2 separate regions of the Cricetulus griseus genome follow, and region 1 is linked to region 2. Evidence: chromatin contacts called from public Hi-C data. All regions are on one chromosome and are shown on one strand. The core of a region is the stretch at or near the end of the contact, and the rest is flanking DNA. Distances in the headings are between cores, read along the strand shown. Region 1 overlaps Ttc23 (tetratricopeptide repeat protein 23). Region 2 holds the start of Synm (synemin).

What was found. A called contact is a pair of places that touch in the nucleus more often than the background predicts.
Region 1: a contact with region 2 is called in a Hi-C map of the CHO-K1 cell line, with 9 times the contacts expected there. The contact joins the enhancer-like site here to the promoter of Synm in region 2. A contact is called at or near these places in 6 of 8 Hi-C or Micro-C datasets (the CHK-Q cell line, the CHL-YN cell line, the CHO-K1 cell line and 2 more).

Annotation. Positions count from the first base shown.
Region 1 is chr3:129,545,446-129,549,521 of CriGri-PICRH-1.0, forward strand. The region is part of intron 6 of Ttc23 (tetratricopeptide repeat protein 23); the gene reads right to left. Among named protein-coding and RNA genes, the nearest start is that of Ttc23, 38 kb to the right of the region's middle. Within about 2 kb of position 2,471, at least 1 of the 6 cell types and tissues checked has open chromatin away from gene starts, as enhancers often do. A contact at or near this core is called in the CHO-K1 cell line, where this site is marked.
Region 2 is chr3:129,452,026-129,456,196 of CriGri-PICRH-1.0, forward strand. It overlaps Synm (synemin), which reads left to right and starts at 2,344. Exons shown (of 4, transcript XM_027408120.2): 1 at 2,344-3,285. The coding sequence starts at 2,476.

The DNA.
Region 1 (4,076 bases), core at 1,221-3,720, 94 kb after region 2:
TTCTTTAGTAAAACAATAGGTTTTAAAGCTACTTTGTGCATCAGCTCCTGCATGTGGAATTTTTACAGCTAATCTAAGTGGGTACAAGTGCACAGAGAGATGTCACAAGAGATGGTCAGGAGCATGTTAGCGGTCATTCTCTCTGAGCAACTGAAGTGTGAATGGTTTACTGTCCTTGTTTATGATTTTTAAATTTCCCAAAGTCTCTTCTATATAACTATGTTACTTCTCTCCCTCTGTGTATTTTATATATACATATATATATGTACATATACAGTACATATATGTATATCTTAACATTAAAAGTAACGTTGACCGGGCATTGGTGGCACACGCCTTTAATCCCAGCACTTGAGAGGCAGAAGCAAGAGGATCTTTGTGAGTTTGAGGCCAGCCTGGTCTACAGTGCGAGTGCCAGGACAGGCTCCAAAGCTACACAGAGAAACCCTGTCTTGGAAAAAAAAAAAAAAAAAAAAGTAAAGTTGACAATGGGAAAACAGTCTTAGTTTCTTAGGACAATAATTTATGTCCCTTTAAACTATTTAGCAAGCAGAAATAAGTGACATTTACAATATTAGTCTTCAAAATATTTAGACTCTGAGATAGTTTCTCTTGTGGAATAACTTTAGGTCCAAAGTTACTTGTTTCTGTGTATGAGTGCTTTGTCTGCATGTATGCCTGCAGGCCAGAAGAGGGCATCAGAGATCCTATTACAGATGATTGTGAGCCACCATGTAGTTGCTTGGAACTGAACTCAGGACCTCTGGAAGAGAAGCCAGTGCTCTTAACCACTGCTGAGCCATCTCTCCCGCCCAGGTCCAAAGTTCTTAATGAAAGACATCAATCCCTCCTATGCTGCTCTCCACCCAGTAGCTTTAGTGTAAAAGATGCTTCCACTCCCTGGACACAGGCAAACAGACACAGCAAAGCAGGCCTCGGGCTCACTCAGTCACTTCTGGGTTGGCCGTACAAAGGAATTAACTGATAGAAGGAAAGACACTTTTCAGATCTGGGGTCTCAGTGACCACGATAAGATAAAGGGGGTGGGGTGGCTCAGTGGTTAAGATCACTTGCTGCTCTTTCAGATGACCAGAGTTCAGTTCCCAGCACCCACACTGGGTGGTTCACAGTTCAGTTCCTGGGAATCTGACACCCTCTTCTGGCCTGGGAGGGTGCTGTCATACACCCGTGTATGTGTGTGTGTGTGTGTGTGTGTGTGTATACATGTGAGAGCGAAATACTAAAATTTAACAATCTGGACTGAATGGCTTGTGAATGTGGATGCCTTCTATAATCAGAAAGAGGATGAAACACAGGAAGCGACTAGGGATAGACACATGCTTAGATCAAGCAAGGTTAGAGCTCAGAGCAATGCTGATTTGGGGGAATAAAGATTTTGACCTTTGCAACCCAACCGAGTTTGACCTTTGCACTCTTGATGAACTGAAAATGGGTATGTAATCATCATGTTTCCATACTGCATCTTACTTCCTCAGAGAAGGCCCACAGAGATCCTTGATAATGGGAGTCCTTGATCTAAACATGGTTTTATGAAATCACTTAGTCAGATAATTAGATTTCTTGGTAGAAAGGCTGGAATTTAAATAAAAAAAAATGAGCGTCAGCAAACTCTGGTGGAAGGATCATGTCTGCTCACTGGTAAACAGAGGTGGTGTGTTTGCGCATCACAGCTTTGGAACAGCAATGGTAAACCTGAATAGTTGTCACAGTGATCCTATAACCCAAACAGCCTAAAATCGTTATATCTTTACAGGCTAAGTTTGCTTGATGTCTCACTTAAAACCTAGAAAAACATCACATGCTGTGTAAATGACTTCAGATTCTTTTCTATCCAATTTGCACAAAGAACTCAGGCAAGGTCGTCCTTTCTTGTGATCAGAAATGACCCTGTCTGTCAAGGAAGGAAAGCACGCATCCTCTGCCTCCAGCACTACGGTCGAAGACACGCGAACAGAACAGAGAAACCCAAGCATCAAGATGAGTGCACCTGAGCAAACACTGTACACGGAAGCCAAGAGCAAAGCTAGTGAATGAGAAAGTAAGCGAGACGGTGATGAGGCGTCCGCATTAACTCAGCTAATAGCAATTCCTCCCCCGAGGAGGTGAGTAATGATGCAGACCACACATAACCTTCAGTGAGCTACCAACAGCACACTACTTCATGTTTAGAAAAAGGCCCGACACGTTTCGGAGTCTCAAGATGGTCCCAATCTCGCTTCTCAGAGGAAAAGTAATGGGAAAGAGTACAGGCTGGGGGCGGAGCATCAACTGCAAGCTCCACCTCAGGAGCAGAACACGCACACACTCAGCTGGACCACCCACAGGCAAGCACGCATGGAGTGTGGGCAAGAACAGACCTCTGTGGCTTCCTCATCTGAGCCCGTCCAGTCAGGTCGTGCGGAGCATGGGGGACTCCCCTGAGGCCTGCCACACACAATCAGGCCTTATGCTACAAGCAGCAGCCTCAGCTTGTCCTTGTGGAGATGTGGGCTCACCAGCGATGTCTCAGCTCTATATCCCTTCTCACCACAAACAACAGGAAGACAGTGAGTCAGAAAGATCAGTTCACAGTGATGGAAAACTGTGTGCAAATGAGCCAGGAAATTTACAGATGCAACTGAACTAAAAATAAATAAATAAATAAATGACAATGTTCTCATGAGAACAATACATATTCACCATCAAAACTAAGAAAAGATGGGTGAGTGTAATTTAAAAATATGTGAAACGAGAGCCATCAACCACATATACAAACGCCCCCCCCTGAATAAATTATAAGCCTAAGTTTATAGAGCACAATTTTGAGATGTTTTAGAGAAAAGAGAAGGAATGGAAACCTGGAACCTTCGGCAAGGAGAGTGCCTCTTCTATGAGATAAACATCTGAACAGAAAAGGCAGGCAAATTAGTTGCAGGAAATCCTAAAACTCCTAGCCCTGGGGGTGCAGCTCAGTGGTATCACATGTTCAGCAGCCACGAGGCCCTGGGTTTGACTCCCAGCCACTCACACAAATTAGAATAAAACAAGAACAATTCCAGGACCCCGGGATAGCACAAGGAAGGCGGAAGGGATGAACTGAATTCCAGAGTATGTGTAACACCTGCAACCAACAAATAACAGGGCCAGATGTATGAAGAATGCCTAAGGAGTTAATTTGTAATACAAATAGCCACATAGAAAGATGTAAAAAAGCCAGGTGTGATGGCACATGCCTTTCATTCCAATACTTGGAAGGCAGAGGCAGGTGGATCTCTATGAGTTGGAGGTCAGCCTGGTCTACAGAGCAATCTTCAAGCCAGCCAAGATAACAAAGTAAGACTATGTATCAAAAAAAAAAAAAGGTAAATAGATAATTCACAGGACAGAAATTGCAAATGTTTAGGAAACATGAAGATGTCAAGGAAAGTAATCACAGCATTTGCACCCATATGATCAGCAAAGATAAGCAGCTAGACAACATTAAATGCTGGCAAAGATGAGGAGTAACATCAATTCATATACCCTGCTGATGGGGACAGAAATAAGCAGATGGAGAGTGTTTGGGAAGCCTGGAAAGACTGGGGGTGGAGATACTTGACACAGAGTCAGCTGTCCCCCTAGGCAGACACTTGGGACATAAGTGTCCGAAGAGACGAAATAACGATTATGTACATGGTGCTCATAGTAGGTCTAAATCAGCCAAACTCAGACAAGAATCACCCAAAATGAGGAAATTAGAACAATCAATGGGGATATACCTCAAAATGTATGGGGAATGCTATTGGGGGGAGGGGGGAAGCAAGCTACAGAATGAAACTTACACACTAAGTTTGAAATAGAAAATATATATATATATATATATATATATATATATATATATATATTCAATCATACATGATCAGAAAAAAAAAACAACACTCATCTTAACATGGTAAATGCCTATTAGGATAGTGGTGAGCGCCTGACAGGTTTCCATTTGTAAGAGGTTTTCTATTTGTCGAGCTTGGTCACACACACAGGAGACTCCAGATAACATTACCTACAGTTCTATGTGCTTCAAATACTTTACTAAAGAT
Region 2 (4,171 bases), core at 1,094-3,593:
CCAGGGTTTGTTCTGCAGCTTTCCTCCCTTCCGGGGAGGGGGGCATCTCCCAGAGCTCCAAGCACCCCCCAGCACTAATATACTAAAGGCTCTTGGTTTGCCCCTCTTGGCCACTGACACCTCTCCACCCAACACAGTCCTTTGCAAGTAGCCCCTCCTCCCACCTACTCTTCTTTGTGAATATGCAGACCTTGCCTGCTCAAGTTAGCTGCCCTGGTCACCTCTAATATGCTTGCTCCTTCCCACATTTTGCAGCCATGTATTTAGGGAAGTTAGTCCATGCCTCCAAGTCTCAGCTCTGTGAGGATTGTGTGTGATCAATGGGACGTTGTTTTGCAATATTCCCAGTGGCACATGCTTGTTCTTTTGCTAAGCTATACCCTGGAGGAGCAGTCATTTCCTCCAAGACAGGTTTACAGCAGAAGAGAGAGGAAGTTTTGAGTTTCAAAATCCAAGACTCTGGGGGGCATAGGGAGCAAGAAAAACCCAGGAGCAATCTCTTAGGAGGCCTACAGATGTCTCTGAAGGCTCCCCACTCCCAGGCAGAGCTGTCCCCTTCCTATTGTCCCCTAATGCCTCTGGAAGTGTGGGCATTCAAAGTGCTGAGAGTGAATGATTCCAGCTGAGTCCAGGTGACTCTGAAGCTGCCCTGTGATGGTCTGCTGTCGTGGGGTGACCAAGGAGAAGATGCTCAGAGTGGGTATAAGCAGGCAGGTCTGGTGACGAGTATCAGTGATCAAGTGCCGATATGTCCCTGATGTGAATGTAAGAAGAGGTAAGAACAGGGGTCTAGGGCTCCCAGCCTAATGCCTTGGTGCTGAATACACCCACCCTCCATGCCCACTTAACCTCAGCAGAAAAAGAGAGGAATTCCAAGCACATCCACTTGATACATTCATTTCTATCCCCTGCAGAATGGCACCTTGGAGATGGGGTCTTTAGAGAAACAAAGGTCCACTTTCTGCAGTTGTTTGTGGGTGACTTCAAGTGACCTAGAGCAACCCATTTCCCCATGCTCCTGAAAATATCACTGACTGGTGGCCTTGCTGAGAAAAGCTCCGTGGCCGCTAGGTGACTTCTCCAGACCTCTTTGTGCTCTTGTACCTATGCAGTTGAGCTTATTCCTGAACTCCTTAATGCTACTGAGTTTGGTTACTGTCATTTGTAACTTAAATAACTGCCCTGTAATGTAATGAAATGAAACTATGAAAAAAAAAAACAGAGAGAGCAGTGGTTTCTATGGTAATTAAGCTGAGTGTTTCTTAAGGGCACACTGTTGAAAGAAAAGAAAACTGGCTGTCACAGTGGGGGTGTGTATCAGGCAGTTGCAAACGTTTGGAGAGATGGTAGGTGTCTGGAATGTTCTGTGCTTAGAGTACTTCAAAGTTTTTTCTGCGTCCTTCCTCCACCAGAATGAACTGATATTGCAAAGCACACAATCCCATAAAGGTGGCTTGTGCAAGTAAGAAGGAAGCAGGGTTTACCACTCTGCACGAATATGAACTCTTTTTACTTGAACATAAAATGTTGGCAAGTGGAGATGCTTTCATGCCAGAAGTTAAAAGATTCGCATGTAGGGCTGGGGAGATAGATGGCCCAGTGGTTAAGAGCACGGGCAGGAGAGGGCGTGGGTTCCGTTGCAGCACCTACGTTTTGGCTTACAACTGCCTTTTACTCCAGTTTCAGGAGGATCTGACTCTCTTTTCTATCTCTGTGGGCACCAGGCACGGAAGTGGTGCACATACATACACGCAAGCGAAGCACTCATACACATAAAAAGATAAAAACAAACTCTTAAAAGCACTAAAATGATGTTATCCTGAAAAGAGATACACGTGTATATATGTATCTGTAGATATGCAATATACATGTACACAGTTTTCTGAGGTGGGTATTGATACCTGAGCCTGGTGCACGCTAGGCAAGCACTTTATCATTGAGCTACAAACCTAGTTTGTGTTTAAAGGCTACACCACGCTCCGCCCGCCCCCCCCCCGCCCCCATCTCCATCAAGGAGAAGCATCCTATTTGTTAAGGCCTGTCACCGGTACTTGGCATGTTTCACTTAATGGCAACTTATTTTTCATTAAGAAAATCTGGGACTTGGGGGTGTCTCAGGTGTGCCCGAGGGTTAACAGGGAGCCCTGTAAAGTGTTTCAGATAGCCAGCATGCAGTAATACAACACTCTGGGCCACCAGGGGTCAGAACTGGGCAGTCACGCCATGCCTCAATCTTCCCGGCAGGGGGCGCTGTCCGGCCGCAGTGACCGCACGGGCCGCTTTCTGATTGGCTGGAACCCGTGGCCCTAGTCTATCACCTCACGACCCGGCCACTAAGTGGCGAAACTCGCCAGCTAGAGCGCCAGTCTGAGGGCCTCCGAGGCAGCGGCACGGCGGGCGCGGCGCGGCGGGAGGGGACAAGATCAGGGCAGGAGGCAAGCGGTTAATCGAAAAGAGCCCCGCACAACCAACAAAATGCTGTCCTGGCGGCTGCAGACGGGCTCCGAAAAGGCCGAGCTTCAGGAGCTCAATGCTCGCCTTTATGACTACGTGTGCCGGGTGCGGGAGCTGGAGCGCGAGAACCTGCTGCTGGAGGAGGAGCTGCGCAGCCGGCTGAGCCGCGAGAACCTCTGGATCGAGGACCAGGCGCGCTTCGCCGAGGAGGCGCGCAGCCTGCGGCAGCAGCTGGACGAACTGAGCTGGTCCACAGCGCTGGCCGAGGGCGAGTGCGACGCGCTGAGGAGGGAGCTGCTGGAGCTGCAGCGGGAGGGCGCGGAAGCCAGCACTGCCCGCAGCCGCCTGGACGCAGAGCTGGTCGCGCAGCGGCGGGAGTTGGAGGAGGCACTGGCGGCACGCGCCGCCCTCGAAGCGCTGCTGGGCCGGCTGGAGGCTGAGCGCCGCGACCTGGACGCGGTCCACGAGCGCCAAGTGCGGGAGCTACGCTCTCGCGCCGCCAGCCTCACTATGCACTTCCGAGCCCGCGCCCCGGGCCCCGCCGTACCCCCGCCGCGCCTGCAGGACGTGCACGACAGCTACGCGCTCCTGGTGGCCGAGTCGTGGCGGGAGAGCGTGCAGCTTTACGAGGACGAGGTGCGCGAGCTGGAGCAGGCGCTGCGCCGCGGCCAGGAGAGCCGGCGCCAAGCGGAGGACGAGGCGCGCCTATGCGCGCAGGAGGCGGACGCGCTGCGGAACCAGGCGCTGGAGTTGGAGCGGCTGCGCGCGCGGCTGGAGGATGAGCTGCTGCGGATGCACGAGGAGTACGGGATGCAGGCGGAGGAGCGGCAGGTCCGTGGGCAGGGACCGCGCCCCTTCCCTGTAGCCTGCCCAGACATCGCTGCGCATCCAGTGGGCAAGCGGCGGGGTTCCCTGGACCTGGAGCGGAGTTCAGCCCCACCCAGGGAAGCGTATGCTGCCAGCAGCTTTGCTATTTATGAGGCCACAGGATTCTGGCATGTAGCTAACCTAAGAATAAGGGCTTACTTAGTGCAGTGATCTTTTTGATGCCATGTGACAGGTCCCAGTGGATAGCTTAAAGTGTCAGTTTTAGATACAGACGTGTCTAGGCACATCCTGACCAATGATCCTGCTAGCCCCGTCTTTCTTTTCTTTCTCGTTTCCTGGGCTTGCTAGATCTAGCAGCCTGAAATCCAAAACTCAGCCCAGATTTCAGACTTGGACAGGCAGCGTACTGGAAGGTTCCAAGGCACTTCCAAGTCCTCACCTGGAGGCCGCCCACTCTTCTAGGGCTCCAAGTGCCTCTTTAATTTTACCAGAATTATTTCCCAGCTGGAGGCATCTGCTCGCAGCTCTCTGGGCGGCCGTCATATTTTTCTGGGTTTTGTTTGTTCCCTTAAGAGGACGAAGTCACTGTCATACAGGAAAAGGGTCAGAGTTGTTTTGCTCACAGTATGAGCTGGCAGCAGGTCTCTGGGTTGTGTAAAAAACCAAGAGAAAGCAGGTCCCCGCGTTGAGATGTTATTACAACTACAGGCTAATATAAACGGTTCCTTTTTCAGAACATCTGAGGGCTAACCCTCTGACACGGTGTGGATGATATACCTGTGGCTGATTTATTGTCTGTACACTCTGTTCAGCCCTAGTGTTTGGCTCCCACCCCATCCAGTCCCGCCCCAGCCAGTATTGGAAGTACTCCCAAATCGTACTGTTAGTA